Linked DNA regions of Pan troglodytes: region 2 is linked to region 1. A link is a contact called in public Hi-C data. All regions are on one chromosome and are shown on one strand. Each heading gives the region's core, a stretch centred on a gene start, on an enhancer-like site or on the middle of the called end of the contact. The rest is flanking DNA. Distances are from core to core; before and after follow the strand shown.

What was found. A called contact is a pair of places that touch in the nucleus more often than the background predicts.
Region 2: a Hi-C map of stem cell-derived neural progenitor cells shows a contact between it and region 1, with 2.3 times the contacts expected there. The contact joins the enhancer-like site here to the promoter of GALNT17 in region 1. A contact is called at or near these places in 1 of 7 Hi-C or Micro-C datasets (stem cell-derived neural progenitor cells) and 1 of 1 datasets of contacts at active chromatin or transcription factors (stem cell-derived excitatory neurons).

Annotation. Positions count from the first base shown.
Region 1 is chr6:79,750,360-79,756,970 of NHGRI_mPanTro3-v2.0_pri, reverse strand. GALNT17 (polypeptide N-acetylgalactosaminyltransferase 17) reads right to left here and starts at 1,539. Exons shown (of 11, transcript XM_016957563.4): 1 at 818-1,539. The coding sequence starts at 1,055.
Region 2 is chr6:80,254,051-80,260,936 of NHGRI_mPanTro3-v2.0_pri, reverse strand. All of the region lies in intron 6 of GALNT17 (polypeptide N-acetylgalactosaminyltransferase 17), which reads right to left. Among named protein-coding and RNA genes, the nearest start is that of GALNT17, 500 kb to the right of the region's middle. Within about 2 kb of position 3,041, at least 8 of the 24 cell types and tissues checked have an H3K27ac peak or open chromatin away from gene starts, as enhancers often do. A contact at or near this core is called in stem cell-derived neural progenitor cells, where this site is marked.

The DNA of each region.
Region 1 (6,611 bases), core at 290-2,789:
CTGTACTCAGGTAGGTAACACTCACTCTGAGGTTGGGGACAGCTAGTGTCCAATGACCTGGCCCAGGTGTGACGAGAGCACATAAAAAGTCTCCCTCTTCTCCTGAAGTACTGAGCACAACATTTTAGATGGGACAGATTCTGACAATTGTCACTAATGGGATGCCACATCTCTCTTTGCTACATTCTGGAAACTTCGCAGGCCCACCCTGAGCTTTAACAATCGCCCCTCCGCAGCCCCCAAGGAGAAACACAGGCGGCAGGAAGGGAGGAGTCCTCATTCTTAGCTGAGCAGCTCGCCTCATAGACAGATGACATATTCCTCCCATATACTACCTAAGCGCATTAGCTCCGCGACCTGGGGCCTTGACTTTGTCTGCAGACATCTAAGCCCTCCAATCTCCCAGGCTCCCTACTGGTACCACACCAAACGCTGGGCTCTAACACTATTTTCCTCCTACACGTCTGCCCGCGCGCCTCCAGTCCCATTTGGCCGCTCCACTAGTTTCTGCGCTCGGGCTGGAGTCGCCAGGGAATGATTTCCAGTCCGCACGCGGGGACCGGGAGCCAACTGTACTGACATGTTTCCAGGATAAAACCAAATTTGCAGGTGGGGCACAGAAAAGAATCAGGCAAGTTGTTCTTTCCAGCAGCCCCGGCCATCTGCCCGAAACGGGGCAGGAAGGGTAAGAAGGAGCGCGCGGGAGCCAGGATGTGCCGGCTCCCAGGCACAGGACGCAGCGCGCAGGGACCCTGGGGCTCACCCTGTGCCTGGCCCGTCCGCGCCGAGCCCCGGAGGCGCCGGCGTGCGTCCTTACCATTCAGCTGCCGGTACACGATGTCCTCCAGCAGCGACAGGCGCTTCAAGACCGCATCCTGGATGGGGCTGGCGCTGTGCGCGCTGAGGTTGGCCACCTCGGCGCGCGGCCGGATCTCGTGGAAGGCGTCTCCGCTGCGCACCGCGATGGGCCGGCACTTGGCCAGGAAGAGCACGAAGCCAGCTACCGCGATCAAGTTCAACACCAACAGCACTTTGACTCTTCTCAGTGAAGCCATCAAACAGCCCGGCCGGCCCTCGCCCCGGACCCGCGCCCCCTCGGGCTCCGGCGAGGCGCGGGGCAGCCAGGGGCCGTGCAAGCCTCACACACCAGACGGCCGGCAGGGATCCAAGCCCCTGCTCGTCCCACCTCAAGGATGCTCGGGCGGCGGAGACGGCTGGGAGGTCGGGTTGGTGGTGGGGAGAACGGAATCGCTCACATGGAAGTCCTCGCTCTGCAGAAGTGCTCCCCGAGACGCCTGATCAGTCCACGGCGCACGACCCCTTCCAGGCGTCTCCGCGAAAGGCCAGGAACTTGGGGGTTTCTCTTCTGCACCAGCAAGTGGTTCGCCTCTGGACCTCTAGCCGCCGGCGCCGCGGACTCCGAGGCCGGCAGGCGGGGCTGCCCGGGAGGCGCAGAGGGAGCGGCGCGCAGGTGCCGGGCTCAGGGATCGCCGCCCGCCCACGGCGGAGCGCGCTGCGCCTGGGGCCGCACAGCCTCCACCCTGGCCCGCAGGCGGCCGTCGCGGCGCGCCACCCGCGCTCTTCAGCGGAAGACCCGCTCCCCCGGGCGGGCGCCTTTGTTCCGCTCACCGACCCGCTCCATCGCTCCGGGCAGAGGGGAAGCCCGCTCGGGGCGCCCGCATCCTCCAGGCTCCGCAGTCACGCTCAAGTCTCAATTACTCTCAAAGTGGGAGCAGCACTAGGGGGCGGGCGCCGGGCCGAGCGCTACGTCCTCTCCGCCCCCCGCGCGGGGTCCACCCCACCCCGCCGGCAAACTCACCAGCGCGCACAGCGCCGCCGGCTCCCGGACACGTTCCAAGCCCCCAAACCGCGCCGAGAGCCTTCGGGGCCTTCAGGGCACACCGGCCTGTCTCGGAGCTGGCGCGTCGCGAGGCTGGCCGGAAGGAGTCGGACCTCAAAAGTCACAGCAGTTCTCTACCCCCTCCCAAAACGTCGCGGGCAGCGCAGCGGGGAGGTACGCGCGCCGAATCACCCTCCGCTCGCCAGATCCGGCCGCGCGGCTCGTCCCGCGCCCCCGGGAGCCAAACGCCGAGTCTCCCAATTGGCGGACGCGGTGACACCGCCGCTGCGGCACCGAGAGCCACACAGCCCCGGAGCTGAGGAGCCCGGAGGGGACGCGCAGGTGGCGGCGGAGGGCGGGGCGCGGTCCGAGGGGAGCGGCGGCGGCGCCAGCTCCTCCTCCGCCGCTCTTCGCCACCCTGTCCCCGAGAGGCTGTCGGCCGCCGCCGCCTCCCGCAGGCTGCCGAGCGCACAGCTCCCCGTCTCGCCGACTCGTGCGCGCGCACCCGGGCAGGGCGGGGGCTTCTGGAGAGTGGGGACCGCGCGGGATGGAGGCAGTCAAGGCATGCTGGCTGCGGCCGGCGCTGGAGGGACCCTTTAGTTCTCAGTACTCCCCGAGCGGGCGGGTTCGTTCCATCCCGGTTGGCGATGAAGACATCCTTTTCTGTGTGCTCGCGGCTCCGCGCTGCGTGGCCAGGAATGGCTAGAGGGAAAATCTGGCCTGGAGGCTCGGATTCTGAGACTTTCGGAGCCAGGCCGGGCGTGAGCGGGCTTGAGGGGGTTCTCTGCGTGCGAGAATTCTAACCTACCCATTCACTGCTTCTAGGCCCACCCACTGCTCTGTTCAAATTTTATTATAAGAAGCATATTCATTTGGCTCCTGGTTTTCCACTACCTCTTCCTCTTCCCAAAACCCAGGAACTCGAAATACTGGAATTCAACGCCCCCCCCCCTCCCCGTTGATCCATTTAATTCCTTGGGTCTAAAATAGAAATCAGGCCGCCAACTAATAAAAATCAGGCAGCAAAGCTAAACGGAGCTGGTCGTTTTCCCCTCATCATTTTGATCTCATTAAAGTTTTTGTTTTTGTTTTTGCGGTTGTTTTGGTTTTTTCTGGGGCTTGGTTTCTTGTTTTGTTTTTGCCTGTGTATTAAGTTTTGATTTTTAACATAGAAATGTATATGCAAAAAAATAGTCTTTTTATTTCATTCGCTTGGAATTCTCTGCCTGGGTGCAATCGGGTCCTCAGGGCGCATGCTTTGTATAATCTACCTGAAAGTGGACACAAAACAGTTAAAAAGGCACAAGGGATGATTTTTAGCCACACATGTTAGGCAAGAGAGAGGCTGTGTGGGAAGAAACTTGGGTTACTGAGCATCTCATGGAGTATCCAGTTGAGTTGGGTGTTATTATAACCACACTACCGATGGAGCTAGCACAATCAATGGAAGCTTCTGCAAAAATAATTTTTGAGCATTCACTCAGCCGCAGGACTGAAGCCAGGGAGGCTGAGGCATTGGGCTAGGGTGCCCGAGCAGCAGTAAGTGGCTCTAAGTATGTGCTTGAGGCTGACTCTCAAGTGTGTGCATATTTGGGAGTGGGAGACAGGAAACAAAGTAGAGGAAACAGCCTCAGAGTAATTGAGAAGTTTCCAGGCAAATTTCAATTTCAGAGAGATTTTTGTGCTTTCTCTAAAGCCAGAGAGGTCCCTGATGCAAATTAACTTTTGGCTTTATCATGCATCCTCCAGGAGCCTCCTCTCAGCTCCTGCACGCATTCTGGGCAGCTTCTGTGTTCAAAAATGACACTGGACACTACTCAATGAGTGACCCACTGTCATGGCCTCATCCTGAACCCTGTATTCACAGAGGAGCCTTCCACTCCTGCAATCCTGCACTAAAATCCCAGCCTGTTATTACTGTTCCCTAGCTTTTTACCTCTCCCATTCTCAACTCCAAACAAACATATTCTCCAGCCAACAACTTCCTTCTCCTTCCCAGGTGTCCATGCCTCTCTATCCCCTCTGGAGTTCCTTCCCTCCTCTTCCTGGAGTTCATGGTTACTCATTTATTTCAAACACATTCCTAATAGCGCCTGCTATTAAGGATCATGCACATGTATATCATATTTTTCCACTGCCCCAGCCTAGCAATCCCCAACTCTGAATCAATTTCACCTTCTTCTTTCTCAACCCAAGGACAAAGGCAAGAGCAAGTGTACCCAGGGAAAAACCACATCATCTCAAAGCCTGCAGGCATTTCCAATTGGTGGTGTCTAACCTTACGTGGGCCTTCGATTCTACTCAAAAGCACTATTCCATGTCCCTAGCCAGCTCCTCTCCCTAGAGACACCCTAGCTAGACTTCAGGAGTTCATGAATAGCTCTCAATCAGATGAAAAAATGTATCTGCATGTTACATAGACATTTTTCTGGGGAAAAGACCTGTAAGTTTCATCAGATTCTCAACATAGTCAATGACCCTAAAAGTTTAAGGACCTGCCTAGCACGTTATATATGCAAAAACATAATCAACTAAACGTTTATTATATACCAGCTGCTTCTGAAACCAACAAAACTACACTTCAGTGGCTGTGTGGTCTGCTTGCCATAAGGTCTGGGTTCCAGTCCCATTTCGGTCACCAAAGAATAAATCTGTTCTTGACTTTAAAAGAAGAAATTTATCTTGGATGGCACCCAAAACCGTTCCCAGTCATAAAACTCAGTTTAACTACAAAAGCTTTATCAAAAGAGTTTCTTTGGTTGGTTGGTTGAGCAAACTGAAAGGAAAGATACCAATGGTATTTCTGTGCAAGGATTTTTTATTTCAAATACATTTTTCACTCAACCATGGTTCAAATAACATATGCCTTTGACATGACTCTGTCCCCTTTGTTTGTCTGTTAAAAATGTATCGCATCTCATCTGAGTCCATTACAGGAGTTAAAATACTTGGAGTTTCGCCAAGGGAAACCAGGGACTCATCTCTCTACAGAGGTTTGGCCAACTCATTTACTCTTGCTAGAATTGGCGAGGCAAAGCCTTCACTCTCATAAAACCCTGAGCATTGCAAAAGATACTGGAGTTTTGGTTGTTATAATTTCAACTTTCATTTTAGATACAGAGGGTATACGTGCAGGTTTGTTACATGAGTATATTGTGTGATGCTAAGGTTTGGGGTACGGATTCTGTCACCCAGATACTAATGAGCATAGTAACCAATAGAACCAATAGGTAGTTTTCTTTCTTTCTTTCTTTCTTTCTTTTTTTTTGAGAGGAGTCTTGCTGTTGCCCAGGCTGGAGTGCAGTGGCACGATCTGGGTTCACTGCAACCTCCACCTCCTGGGTTCAACCGATTCTCCTGCCTCAGCCTCCCAAGTAGCTGGGATTACAGGCAGGGCCACCACGCCTGGCTAATTTTTGCATTTTTAATAGAGATGGGGTTTCGCCATGTTGGCCAGGAAGGTCTCGAACTTCTGACCTCAGGTGATCTGCCTGCCTCGGCCTCCCAAAGTGCTGAGATTACAAGAGTGAGCCACTGTGCCCGGCTGGTAGTTTTTCAATCCATTTCCCCCCCACCCCCCTTGTAGTAGCCCCAGTGTCCATTGTCCCCATCTTGATGTCCACACATACTCAGTGTCTAGCGCCCGCTTATAAGTGAAAACATGCAGTAATTGGTTTTCTGTTCCTGCGTTAATCCTCTTAGGATTATGGCCTCCTACCTGCAGGGTGTTTTTTATTTTGTTTTGTTTTGTTTTTTGGACGGAGTTTCTCTCTTGTCGCCCAGGCTGGAGTGCAATGGCATGATCTCGGCTCACCACAACCTCCGCCTCCCAGGTTCAAGCGATTCTTCTGTCTCAGCATCCCGAGTGGCTGAGATTACAGGCACATGCCACCACACCAGGCTAATTTTTGTATTTTTTTTAGTAGAGACAGGGTTTCTCCATGTTGGTCAGGCTGGTCTTGAACTCCTGACCTCAGGTGATTTGCCCACCTCAGCCTCCCAAAGTGCTGAGATTACAGGAGTGAGCCACCGCGCCCAGCTACAGATTTTTTAAAGGAGGAAACAAAAAGACATGAATCTACCACCCCGCTTCAAGAATTCACAGTGTAGCAGTGGTGGGGAGCTTACACGGGAGATAAGTAAACAGGGAGAGACCAAGCTGTGCTGACTGTGCTCAGTGCCTAGGTATTGTGTGTCAGGCATTGTACATGCATCAGCCTAGCCTCACCATTGAATCTGCTGTGTGACCTTGAGCAAATTACCTCACTTCTCTGGGCATTACCCATTTTTATTTTTCTAGCTGTCAAACAGGAATAATATCCATAATATTACCTCTTGAAGTTGCAAGCATAAATGAGCTAATATGTGTAAATTGCTTAGCTCAGTGCTAGGCATCTAATAAGCACCATGGAAATAAACAAAGACCACCCAAGTGAGGACAAGCAAAGGCTGTCTATTCTGAGCTTGCTATTGCAAGGGAGTCAGCCATCATTCCTTGCATGTGGTAGAAACTCAAAGGCAGGCAGAGGAAAGAAAAGAAAAGCTTCTAGGGGCTGAGCGAGGTGGCTTACGCCTGAAATCCCAGCACTTTGAGAGGCCAAGGTGGGCAGATCACCTGAGGTCAGGAGTTCGAGACCAGTCTGGCTAACATGGTGAAATCTTGTCTCTGCTAAAAATGCAAAAATTAGCTGGGCGTGGTGGGGCACCTCCCAGCTACTAGGGAAGCTGAAGCGAAAGAATGACTTGAACCCGGGAGACAGAGGTTGCGGTG
Region 2 (6,886 bases), core at 1,792-4,291, 500 kb before region 1:
TGAATAAGACTGGAGAAAAATGTACAGGCACACAGAGTTGTCACTATCAATGTATGTCCTCAAACCTAAACTGGCCACTTGATACAGCCAGAGAAGCCTGCTAAGTCTACCCGGAAAACTCCTTCTTGGGTCTTCACTGCAGCTATTTCAGTCTTCCCTGTTCTCAGATCTCCAACCACTTCTCACTTTCAGCTGATGACGTCGCCTGCTATTTATTGGAGCAAACGGAAACCACCCAGTGGGAAGTCACTCAGTCCTCTGTTGCCAAACCAGTTTGCCTCCACCTGAACCAGATTCCCACCTACCCTCCTGTTACAGGGGAGATGTGGCCCTTCCCCTATGTGTTGGATCTGTCCATCCTCCTTCCTTGGGAGCCTATCCCACCTGTCCCCACTGCCTCTTCCCAAGTCCACCATCTTCCCCAGGGAACTGCAGTGTTCTAATAGTCTCCCTGTGTCCCCCACTCCCTGCTTCTAGCTATGAGCCACATCTCTTCTGCAGCAAGATTTTAAAGCACAGAGTATAGTGAACAACAATGTATTGCACATTTCAAAATATCTGGAAGAAAGAACTTGAAATGTACCCAATACATAGAAAAGATAAATACTCAGATGATGGATATACCCCAAATGGCCTGACTTGATCATTATGTCAGAGGCGTTTGAACCAGAGTGACTCCATCTTGAATAGGGGCTGGGTAAAATAAGGCTGAGACCCACTGGGCTGCCTTCCCAGGAGGTTGAGGCATTCTTAGTCACAGGATGAGATAGGAGGTTGGCACAAGATACAGGTCATGAAGACCTTGCTGATAAAACAGGTTGCAGTAAAGAAGCCAGCCAAAACACACCAAAACCAAGATGGTGACGAGAGTGACCTCTGGTCATCCTTACTGCTACACTCCCACCGGCGCCATGACAGTTTACAAATGCCATGGCAACGTCAGGAAGTTACCCTATATGGTCTAAAAAGGGGTGGCATGAATAATCCACCTCTTGTTTAGCATATCATCAAGAAATAACCATAAAAATGGGCAACCAGCAGCCCTGCCTATGGAGTAACCATTCTTTATTCCTTTAATAAACTTGCTTTCACTTTACTCTATGGACTTGCCCTGAATTCTTTCTTTCATGAGATCCAAGAACCTTCTCTTGGGGTCTGGATCAGGACCCCTTTCTGGTAACAATTACACATTCTATGCAGGTAACAAAATTTCCCATGTACCCCATAAATACATACAAATATAATGTGTAAACAAAAATGAAATTCTAAGGCCCCTCAACCATCCGAATATACTTCCTCCTTAGCCACGGCTATTTTAAAATTTAACCCGAGAGACTGTTTCAGGCCATGATGGGAAGTGGGGGTCAGACAGGCCTCATGATATCTCTCCAGCATTAACATCAATACAGACTTTAAGTCTGGTAAGAAACATTTTACAACCTCTTTTCTCTAAAGCCTAGTACCTAAAAGCTTCCTCTGCAAATAAGAACTTGGGTCTCCATAATCGTTTATCTGAACCCGGGCATTCCTCTTTTTTTTTTTGAGACGGAGTCTCACTCTGTCACCCAGGCTGGAGTGCAGTGGCGAGATCTCGGCTCACTGCAACCTCTGCCTCCCGGGTTCAAGCAATTCTCCTGCCTCAGCCTCCTGAGTAGCTGGGATTACAGGCGCCTGCCACCATGCCCAGCTAATTTATGTACTTTTAGTAGAGACGGGGTTTCACTGTGTTGGCCAGGCTGGTCTTGAACTCCTGACCTCATGATCCACCCGCCTTGGCCTCCCAAAGTGCTGGGATTACAAGCGTGAGTCATCATGCCCGGCTGGCATTCCTTTTTACGGATCCCAGGTCTTCAGATAAACTCAGCCAATTGTCAACCAGCAAAATTTTTAATCGACCTATAAGCTGGAAACCCCCCGCTTCGAGTTGTCCAGCCTTCCTGGACCAAACCAATGTATTTCTTTTTTTCTTTTTCTTTTTTCTTTTTTTTTTTTTTTTGAGATGGAGTCTCGCTCCGTCGCCCAGGCTGGAGTGCAGTAGTACCACCTCGGCTCACTGCAACCTCCGCCTCCCAGGTTCAAGCAATTCTCCTGGCTCAGCCTCTCGTGCAGCTGGGACTACAGGTACTGGCCACCACGCATGGCTAATTTTTGTATTTTTAGTAGAGACAGAGTTTCACCATGTTGGTCAGGCTGGTCTCGAGGTCCTGACCTCAGGTGATCTGCCCGCCTCAGCCTCCCGAAGTGCTGGGATTACAGGTGTGAGCCACCGTGCCCAGCTTATATTTCTTAAATGTATTTGATTGATGTCTCATGTCTCCCTAAAATGCATAAAACCAAGCTGCGCCCCAACCACCTTGGGCACAAGTTCCCAGGACTTCCTGAGGGCTGTGTCCCAGGCGATGGTCACTCACATTCGGCTCAGAATAAATCTCTTCAAATATTTTACAGAGTTTGACTCTTTTTGTCAACAAACGGACCCCCCAAAAGTGCAAATCTGACCATGGCACTCCCCATCTTCAGTGGCTCCACATGGCCCTTAGGAGGTCTAAATTCTACATGGACAGAAAGATGGAAGTAATAGACACTGGAGACTCCAAAAAGCGGGAGGGAAGGAGGGGGGTGAGGGTTGCAAGATTATCTGTTGAATACAATGTACAATATTTGAGAGATGTCACTGCCCGAGGGGTTCTTCCTGCCCACTGCATAAAGAAAGACCACAGTATTGTAGTAGAGAGAGTTTAATAGACAGGAGGCCAGTCACACCATGTGTGTGGGCACGGGCTGGGCCCTTGGGCCCTCCACCCAAGCTCCCCAACCCCCTTTGTCTCTGCCTTGCCCGGGGCTGGCTCCCTTCTCAATGCTTGATGTCGCTGAGCACATGACTTCAAACTGAAACAAAAAAATGTGCTTTTTCCTTTGGACCCTACCTGCAAATGCCAATTACGCCTTGGATTTGCCAGCAGCTGGTAGGAATGAGTGAGAGGCTTGTCTCTGAGATGACTCATTTCCTCTCTGGTATTTGCAAGGAAGCGAGGAATGAGCAACCAGAAACAGAGCTTCAAGAACAAATTCCACCCTATAAATGCTGCGAGGATCCTCTCGGGGCCCTCAGAGGGCAATGAGGCATGTTATATGAAGATTAGCAGAGAGAACAGAAATCCCCTACATAAATAAATAAATAATGAGCCGGTAAATACTGACAGCCGCATTCATTTCCTCGGCCACATTTCCCTTTAACACTCCCTGCCTGGTAAAAGAAGTTTGCTTCTGAATAAGAAGGACTTCGGGAGAATCCTCCCCAAGCCATCAGCCGACAGGAGAGCTATCCCGGCCCCCAGGACAAACTGCGTAGCCTCAGTCTGCCCCTTTGCAGGGGGTCAGGTTAGGCAGGCCATGATTTGAAGCCCCATCCTATGATTTTATGATGCAAACTCCCCACATTGCACTAGAGTGTTCCATATTGGGAAACCTTCCCAACCCACAGCCGGGCTGTGCCTGGGACATGGCGAGTGAGAATGGCAGGGACTATGTTTTCTTCACTGACACCTTCCCAGTGCCATTCTCTGTGAACCACATTTAAGCACCCCCTAGAACTAAATAATCAATAATCAACCTTTTTTTTTTTTTTTGAGACAGAGTCTCACTCTGTCGCCCAGGCTGGAGTGCAGTGGTGCGATGTTGGCTCACTGCAACCTCCCACTCCCGGGTTCAAGCGATTCTCATGCCTCAGCTTCCCAAGTAGCTGGGATTACAGGCGTGTGCCACCATGCCCAACTAGTTTTTGTATTTTTAGTAGAGACAGGGTTTTGCTATGTTGGCCATGCTGATCTCGAACTCCTGGCCTCAAGTGATTCACCCACCTCGACCTCCCAAAATGCTGGGATTACGGGCATGAACCACCATGCCTGGCCAAGATAAATAGTATTTTGATGCAATGTTTAATAAATCCAAAATCATGCAGAAAATCGACGGTGAGCAAAATGTCAGAAGTTGAAATAAAGACAGACTCCCCAGGCTCACAATCCTCCCCCTGGTCTGGGCCCTGAGAGAAGGAGTTTCCACCAGCCCTTCTCACTTGCTACATTCTGGTTGTATTTTCCATCCATGTCTAGCATGGTCCCAGATTCTCTCCTCATCCTTGTCCCCAACACACACAGACCCACAGATGCATTAGATGTATTCAGCTCGGCTGAAAGTGCTTGTGCTTTTGAGCTTGGTCGTAGATATCACTCTACTCACCCAAGTCAGAACAAGGCCCCTCATGGACACTCTCACCCCATCAGAGCACCTACTGCCTTCTCCTTTCTTTGAGGGCTAGGGCTGGATCTTGTGTAATATTTGAACCCCAACACCGGGCAATGGGAATCCCATCCATATCACAGGAATGAATGCATGCATGGACAACCTGAAATAGGGCAGGCAGATCTCAGTGCTCCCCGCACCCTGCAGGTGGTCCCCCAGGGCCTTGCTTCCAGGGACAAAAGCTCACAGTGGAAAAGCAGCCTGCTCCACAGTGGAAAAGCTTGGCCGGACACAAGGCTGTTCCTTATCTTGAGCCTTAATGGTCCTTGTAAGAGCATCTTTTCAGGTATCTGAAGAAAGGGCTCTCTTAGCCCCAGTCTTTTTTCTTTTTCTTTTTTTTTTTTTAGACTAAACATCTTCAGGTCCTTTAAAGACTTCTTTAAAGGGCTGGATGCAGTGGCTCACACCTGTCATCCCAGCATTTTGGGTGAACAAGGCCAGAGAATTGCTTGAGGCCAGGAGTTTGAGACCAGCCTGGGCAACAGAGCAAGACCCCTGTCTCTACACACACAAAAAAAGAATAACTCAGCTGGGCGAGTTCACCCATTCAAATGCTAATCTCTTCTGAAAACACCAGCACAGACACGTGCAGAATTAATATTTAATCCGGGCACCCTGCGACCAGTGAAATTTACCTATGAAATTAACCATCCCAATATTGCACCTCAGCTCAAAACCCTCCCATGGCTCCCATTCTACTCAGAGTACACACCAAGATCTACATGATGGCAAATGGTTCATCCTCCTCCTTCCTTCCCTTATCTCCTCTCACTCTCACCTTTGCTGATGCCACTCCGGCCACAGTGGCCTCCTTGCTCTTCCTCAACTGGACCAAGCTTGTTCTTGTTGAAGGGCTGTTGAATTTCCCATCCTTCCCACATGGAATATTCTTCCTCCAGAAGCCCACAAGACTTGTTCCCTTACTTCATTCAGATTTACTACTGAGTCTGGGCATGGTGGCTCACACCTAATCCCAGTGCTTTGGGAGGCCAATAAGGGGTGATCGCTGAAGCCCAGGAATTCCAGACCAGCCTGGGCAACATAGTGAGACCTCTCTAAAAAATATTAAAAATTAGCTGGGTGTGGTCGTGCATGTCCATCAGTACCAGCTACTCAGGAGGTAGAAATGGGAGGATCGCTTGAGCCCAGGAGGTTGAGGCTACAGTGAGCTATGATCATACCACTGCACTCCAGCCTGGGCAACAGGGCAATTGTCTCAAGAAAAAAAAAAAAAAGTAAAAATAAAAATAAAAGATTTACTACTTAAACACTTCCTTACACCACAATGTTCCCTGGCTACAGAATGCAAAACAATCTCCCCTCTGCCTTCCAATCTCTCTCTCCTTTCTCCAAATTATGTATTTATTTGCTCATTGTCCACTGCAACAGGCAGGAATTGTATCTGTTCTGTTCCTTCCTGCATTCCCAGGGCCATAATAGGGCCTGGTACCCAGTAAGTGCTCATTGAACAACTGAATGAATAAATGAATTGAAGTACCTGTACCCTAATTTATCAGCATCAACACATACTATTCTTGGGTAGTATTCTAACGACGTGGCCTATCTCAAATTTGCTTATTTTCTTTAAATCTGAAATGGCACTTCTCCCTTGGGTCCTCAATATCAAGCTCCATGATTTCCGGATTGCACTGGAAGATCCAAACACTTTGTCCTGGCTGTTTTCAGCTCTTGCTGAATTCAGTCTCTGGCCTGCCTTTCAGTATGAGGTGCCCTGGTATTTTTAGAAGAGCACTTCTCATGTGTTTGTGAGGGCCAATTACACCAGCTGCCTCTCTGGGTATGTTTCCATTTGCTGGCTGATTTTTACATTCCATGCAAACATTGATGAGATTGTCCACTAAATGGGTATCAATCCTAACAAGCATCAATGAAATTCCGGTTCTGGGTGTCCTTGGCCACCATAGCTACCCGGTGAAACTCATTAGGGTCCATGAAAAGAGATAGAAATGCAGAGTCAGCCAGACAAAAAGAGGTCAAGGAAAGGAGGAGGGGATCAGTGCACTGGGGGCCTTATGGGTGTGTTAGGGCAATGCTGAGACCTTCATCCAGACTGGATGTTCTGAGTTTATCCTTGGCTTTTTTGGCATGGGAGCTTTGCCAAGGGAAGGCTGTTCCTTATCTTGAGCCTTAATGGTCCTTGTAAGAGCATCTTTTCAGGTATCTGAAGAAAGGGCTGTTTAGGTGGTATTGTGAACCTGGTGACTTTGGCCTGGTGTAGTGGCTCACACCTATAATCCCAGCCCTTTGGGAGGCCAAAATGGGAGGACTGCTTGAGTTCAGGAGTTAGAGGCCAGCCTGGGAAATACAGCAAGACTGCCTCTCTATAAAAAGTTTAAAAATATAATTCAGGCATGGTGGCTTATGCCTGCTGTCCCAGCTACTTGGGAAGCTGAGGCAGGGGGATTGCTTGAGGCCTGGAGTTCAAGACTAGTATGGGCAGCATAGCAAGACCTCCCAACTCCCAATTCTCCAAAAATAAATAAATAATTAGTTGGGACAAGTGCCCACAGTCCCCGCTACTCAAGAGGCTGAGGTGGGAAGATTGTTTGAGCCCAGGAATTTG